Regions from separate parts of the Mus musculus genome. Here region 2 is linked to region 1. The links are chromatin contacts, called in public HiChIP or PLAC-seq maps. All regions are on one chromosome and are shown on one strand. The core of a region is the stretch at or near the end of the contact, and the rest is flanking DNA. Distances in the headings are between cores, read along the strand shown. Region 1 holds the start of Rad52 (RAD52 homolog, DNA repair protein). Region 2 holds the start of Bid (BH3 interacting domain death agonist).

Region 1 (3,268 bases), core at 749-3,248:
GGCTCTGTGCAGACCAATGACAAACACAGTTGTATTCACAATTACAACTATAAACAAACGACCATGGAATAAACCCAGCCAAAGAGGTGACTTTCGGGGGTAGGGGGGTCTCTCTGTGTAGCCCTGGCTGTTCTGGAACTTACTCTGTCGACCAGGTTGGTCTCGAGCTCACGGAAATCCACCTGCCTCAGTCTCCTGAGTGCTGGGATTAAGGGTATGTACCACCACACCCAGCTAACATTGTTTTAAAAACTGTTTATGTGCATTGGTGTTTGTCTGCATATATGTGAGGGTGCTGGGTCCTCTGCAATGGAAGTTATAGACATGTGGGTGCTGGAAATTGAACTCAGGTCCTCTGAAAGAAGAGCCACTACTCCTAGCCACTGAGCCATTTCTCCAGCCTGCATTTTTTTTTAAAGATTAGAAATTTTGATTCTTTAAAAAAAAAAAAAAAAAAAAAAAAAAAACAGCCAGGTGATGGTGGCACACGCCTTTGATCCCAGCACTTGGGAGGCAGAGGCAGGCGGATTTCTGAGTTCAAGGCCAGCCTAGTCTGCAAAGTGAGTTCCAGGACAGCCAGGTCTACACAGAGAAACCCTGTCTTGAAAAAACCAAAAAAAAAAAAAAAAAAAAATTAATGTTTGTATTATATAAGTATGTGTGTTTTGCCTGCATGCTTATCTGTGCACCACAAGTACTGAAGAAGGTATCCCTTATAACTAGAGATATAGACAGTTGTAAGCCACCATGTGAGTGGTGGGAATTGAACCCAGGTCCTTGGGAAGAGCAGCAGCCAGTTTTTTAAATAAAATATAATTCACATCATTTCCTCTCTCTCTCCTCCAATCCCTCATATCCCTCTCTCAACTTCATAGCCTTTTTCTGTTTTGTTTTACACAGACAACAGAGACATACATATATGAATAAATAAATATAACCCCTAAGTCTGTTTAATGTAGCATGTACATGTACAATTTTAGGGCTGATCACTTGGTACTGGGTAATCCATTAGGGGGTTCATCTCTGGGAAAGCCATTCTCCCTTTCTGACAGTCATTAATTGCGTATAGCTCTTCATCTAAGGGCGGGGCCCTTTAAGACCCCTCCCCCAATCCAAGTTGGCATGTCAACTGGTGCTGTTAATTGTCCAGGTCTTATTAAAGAAGCAATATTGAGATGGCCATGTAGGGGAATCAGCCTAGATGACCATCAACTTAATCAACTGATGGATAATTCAAACGAGATACAAACATCGGAACTTTATTCTGCGGAACAGATCCCACCGAAACCCACACAAAGTACTGTATTTCATACAAGTGAAACAGGTTCACTGACAAAGCAGACGGGGGTCCTAGGATGACGGGAAAAGTGAGAGGGAGAGCTAACTGTGGCTTCTGGATTTATTTAGGAGTGATGAAAATGTTATGGAATTCGATGTTGCTAGGGGTTACACAACCCCCAAGCATATGAGTAACCAGAGAACTGTACACCCCCGAGGAGTGAATTTAACCGTACTAATGCACGCTTCGTTTTTCAAAGTCCAGAAAGGCTACCCTGAATGTCAAACTCCTCAAGTCCACAGTTTCTTCTCAGCCCCACCGACTCCCTCCGACTTCACCCTGTCCTAGACAGTCCTGTTAACAGTCAGCGCGCGTGTCGCACGGTGCTCCCGAGCACGCGGTCAGCAACCCCGGACCAGGCGCCTCCCTCCAGATCCAGCGCAACCGTGGGGGCTTCAGGGCTCGGCCTCCCCGGTGGAGACGCCCCCGTGCCGGGCGTGTCCAGCAGCCGCCCGAATCCGAAAGGCCCCACGCTCCCCGACCCCGCTAGAACCACCCCGGCGAGGACCGTCCTCACTCACGCGCTTCGGAACGCGGTGCACGCAGGAGCTCGGTCCGGGTGCCTGCCGGGAAGCCGGAGAGGGCCTCGCAGAAGGAATGGAGACTCTGCAAGCTCAGAGTCCTCGCCCAAAGAAAAACAGAAGGAAAGGCCGTAAGTCAAGTCAGAAGGCGCCGAGAGCCGCAAAGCAGGCTGTCGCAAATCAAGTCGCGAACTGGAAGCGGCGGAGGACTCAGCATCCTGAGCGCTCTTGGGCTGTTATCTCACCGCCCGCGGCGATCAGCCTTCCCGCAGCCGCAGCAAGCCGCTTCGGTTTCCGTAGGCGCCCTGCGAGGGTCCCTGGTGTGACCCGGCTGGGTGACGCCCGGAGCCAACCTCTCCTCGGTGTGCTTTTAAACTCTGAGACCCTGGCAGCCAGTGGGATTTCCCCTGAAATTCAACCGGAACTAACTGGATGACAGTTACACTTTAGGCATCACTCCAAGTTAAACACAGACTGATCTCAGTTTATGATGTTTTCTGCTTTACAACAGATCTACGTCTCCAATGTGTAGTTTATATACTGAGAACTTTTTGTTTTTAATGGTCAGGCCTTCAGATTGTTGCAATTTAACCAATTCATTATATGGCCACTATATCCAGGATCTTTCGTGTTTTCCTAGATGGTTGACTTAACTAATCTTCCCAGAAACACGGAGTCAGATGCAGTTAATAAATAAATCGAAAGTCCTTTAGCACATTGTAGGGTCCATACTGACAAGACCAAGATAACAGGACAATGACACTAGCTACAAGAGAAACTCAGAATTCTGTTTCTGGAATTAGCTGGTCACTCAACTTGCCCATTACTTGCACAAAAAGGAAAGACTCTTTCTCAGGGCAGTGGTGGCCACATCTTTAATCCCAGCACCCAGGAGACAGGGGCAGGCAGATGTCTTGAGTTCGAGGATGCTACACAGAGAAACTCTGTCTCGAAGAAAAGAAAAACATCATTTGAAACTGTGCTACTGGCCGATGCAAGAGTACCAAATTTCCATTCTGGTGGCACAGACCTGTAACTCAAACTACTGGGGAAGCTGAGATAGGAGAATCCCAAAATCAAGGACAGCCTGGGCTTAAAACCTGTCTAGGTAAAAAGAGGGTTGGCATTATAGCTTAGTAGTAGGACTCTTGCCTGGCATGTAGGAAGTAATGGACTCAATCCCAACGACAGGGGAGGAGAACCTGAACATCTACGGCTACAGAGATCGCTCCACAGTTTAAGAGCACGTACTATTTCAGAGAACCTGAGTTAGGTTCCCCACATCCAAATTAGGGGACTCACAACTACCTGTAACTACAGTTCAAGGGGACCCAGTGCTCTCTTCTGGCCTCTGAAGGCACCGTAAACATACGACACTCATTTGCCCAGACACACAAAACATGTATAC
Region 2 (3,184 bases), core at 38-2,537, 1.0 Mb before region 1:
CCACTATGTGATTTCAAGTGTAACTTTTTTTTTGGCGGGGGGTGGGGGGGTGGGGGAGTGGGGGGTGGGGTGGGGTTGGTTTTTCGACAGACAGGGTTTCTCTGTATAGCCCTGGCTGTCCTGGAACTCACTTTGTAGACCAGGCTGGCCTCGAACAGAGGCCTCCCAAGTGCCGGGATTAAAGGCGTGCGACACCACGCCCGGCTTCAAGTGTAACTTTTATTGATCGTAAAATTAGAGCCATCTTCCTTTAAGAAGAATTGGAAAATATAAAGAGGAAAAAGAAACCCTGGAGATGGCTCGGTTTGTAAAGTACTTCATATGCGTAAGAACTGGACTTTGGATCCCTAGCACCCATGTAAAAAATAGAGTGCTGTGTGTATCTACAATTCCATTGTTATTGGTGCACAGTGGAAGCTTCCTGGAGCTCACCTGGCAGTCAGCCTAGGGAAATCACGCGTGGAGCTGGGAAGCTGGTCCACTCCCCTCACCCCACACCATCTCAAAAGAAAAAAAAAAAAGGTGGAAAGGTGGAGAGTGATGAAGGAAAACACTGACCTCTGGCTTAAATACACACATACACACACAAACACACACCAACCATGTGATTTTTTTTTTTTTTTTTTTTTTTTTTTGTCTTCTCAGATCCAGTTTCTCTGCTCAGGAACAGCAATTTCCATGGTTCTATTTACTTCCTCATACTTCCAGAATTCACTTTCTTGTTTCTCTTTCACTTTTGTCACTGTCACGTGTCCTTTGGGGGTACTGGCTGGCACTTAAGTATATAGCATTGGGACTTCTCTGGACAGGGGAACTAGCTAGCAGTTTGAGATTATCTGCTAGCCTCCTGGTTCTTTCCACATTCATCCTTGCTGATTCATTCCATGACCGAGAACCCCGCAACCCCCATCCCTGCCTTCCCCACAAGAGTTTAAAAATTCTGCAAGCAGCTGCGCAGGAGAAACAATAGGGACCTCCCAGCATCTCTGATAGGGCCGATTCTGACAGGGTCACTAGTCTTGAGTGTGCCAACCCTGCTATGTAATACATCAAGACAATGCGGAGAGGTCGGGATCAAGTATGACACCCCATCCTCACGAGGGCAGGTCGCCCAGGCTTTGGGGACTCTGGGGAGCGCAGGTTCCGGGTGTACCTTCCTTCCTGTCCCCCGTAGCGAGCCGGTAGGACCCTTGGGTTTCCGCAAAGTGTGGCCAGTCGGAGGGCGGAGCATCCGGAGGGCGGGGCTATCACAGGGGCGGGGCTCCCGGGCGAGCACGAGGAAAGGTAGGTGGAGTAGAGCGCCGGGCCGAGTGTGGCTCCGCAAACCTTTGCCTTAGCCCGTTCGCCGCCCGGTACCGGCGCAGCGGCGTCTGCGTGGTGAGTATGCCCACCCTACTGGGCGCCCCCACAGTTCCCCTCTGGGAGGACGGGGTCGGCACGGAGCTCAGTTTCGTATGCTATCGATCCTTCGTGATGGCGGGGCTCTTGCGCCTTGATGGAGGCGGGGTGAGGGCGCCGGCCACAGGGTGCCACCGCGGAGCTGAGGGGAAGGCACTCACTCGAAGGCCTGGGGCGTGCGCCACTCGCGGTCCCCCTCAGCGCTCGGTCCTGGTCCGCTTCGGGCAGGCCTCCTGGTGGACCCGGGGTCCCCGCGGTCGCGCGCCACTCGGCAGGTGCGCGCAGAGCTGGAAAGGCGGGCCTGAGGTCTCGCTGCGCTCCGCTATGGCCACCCACAAAAATCAACAAGGAACGGCTACAGCCCACAAATGGGCCCTGCAAAAGCCCTGGAACCCCAACCCAGGGAACACAGACCTTGGAAGACTGCAGCGAGGGGCACCTTTCCTACACCCGTGGGCACTACTGTGTGCACAGCTCACACTCACGCCTGAACTGTGAGGAAGTGGCTGACCCCTCCGCATCTCCAGTACCCAAAATGGTTTGAAAATGTGCACAGACTGGTTGCTGATGTTTTTAAAAAGTTTGTTGAATGGTTGGCTGAATAACCCTATAGGATTCTAGAAGAAACCCACAGTCTTCAGCCACCAAGTGGCCTGGGCCCACAAGGATTCACACATTCGTTCATTCATTCTTTCGTACATTCATTTACATACTCAACAAATAAGTGTGGACCAGGGACGGATCAGGGTAGAACTTTGTGGGTGGTGAGAGGCTGGAATGAAGAGCTCTGTAAAGGACCAGGTGGTGTTGAGTATGGGACTTCTAGGCTGGGCTTGACCTTCATCTGATAAGCCACATAGTTCTGAGTCAAGAGCATCCTGAGGACCCAGGCAGGGCTCCCCTACTTTCCCAGGCTACTGCCTGGTGCCATGGCCAGGATTGCCCTTACTGGAAGACTACCTTGAAGCCGGGTCTAGGATAAGCTAGCTGTGGAATGGAGCTGGGAGAAACCACAAGAAGGATGTGGACTTTCCACATTCCAGCTCTACCCAACCAGGAGACTTTGCAGCCCTGCCCCATCCCCTGGGACTTGGTCCCAGGCACTACCCTGGCAGTCAGCTCTGAGTGTTTCCATGGGGGGGGGGGGAGCCTGATCCAGTGCTGGGGCTGAGTTCAGAGGCTTTAATACTTGAGTGGGCTGAGCTCTAAGAAGGACTCGGCTGGGTGGTGGTGGGGAAGCAGGGTGGCGATTGTGTGTGTCCTGGCCTCTACTGCCTCTCTTGCCCAGAGAGGGAATGGCAGGGAGGTTGGCTTATTACAGCTGGGTTAGCAGGCATTTCACCCACTGACGCAAGGTGCTATCTCCTGGCTACTGCGGGGTGGAGTTGGGTACAGGCTTTGGTGATGGCAAGTGAAGAGAAGCCGGCTGGATGTGGCATGCTCTATAAAGAGATTTAAGTAGCCCCAAGGTGGCCAGGTTACTGGAGCTCTGAAGGATGAGTTGAGGGTGTACCTGAAAAGTGGGCTGTTAGGGCAGTTACTGGCGAGGCTGGGGGAGGGGAAGTGATGCTCACAGCTTGAGGTTACCTGGTTCCTCTTATTTGCAAGAAAGAATAGCCTACGGGGGGGGGGGGCACAGTGCTGGGTGCCTGGCCTCCGGAAGGAAGGCCTGATGACACAGCCTTTTAGACCTTCCGAAGGGCACTGCATGCTTTTCCAGCTGCCCTTTTGCTCTCTAGTGGGAAGCTGAGGGTTGGGGACCCACATCTAGGCTGTGTTCAAGACC

Evidence for each region. HiChIP or PLAC-seq counts read pairs in DNA pulled down with a chosen protein or histone mark.
Region 2: a contact with region 1 is called in an HNF4G HiChIP or PLAC-seq map of pancreatic cancer cells. The contact joins the promoter of Bid here to the promoter of Rad52 in region 1. A contact is called at or near these places in 2 of 39 promoter capture datasets (liver and pre-B cells) and 1 of 115 datasets of contacts at active chromatin or transcription factors (pancreatic cancer cells).

The regions. Positions count from the first base shown.
Region 1 is chr6:119,901,428-119,904,695 of GRCm38.p6, reverse strand. It overlaps Rad52 (RAD52 homolog, DNA repair protein), which reads right to left and starts at 1,998. Exons shown (of 12, transcript NM_001166381.1): 1 at 1,861-1,998.
Region 2 is chr6:120,914,927-120,918,110 of GRCm38.p6, reverse strand. Bid (BH3 interacting domain death agonist) reads left to right here and starts at 1,287. Exons shown (of 6, transcript NM_007544.4): 1 at 1,287-1,377.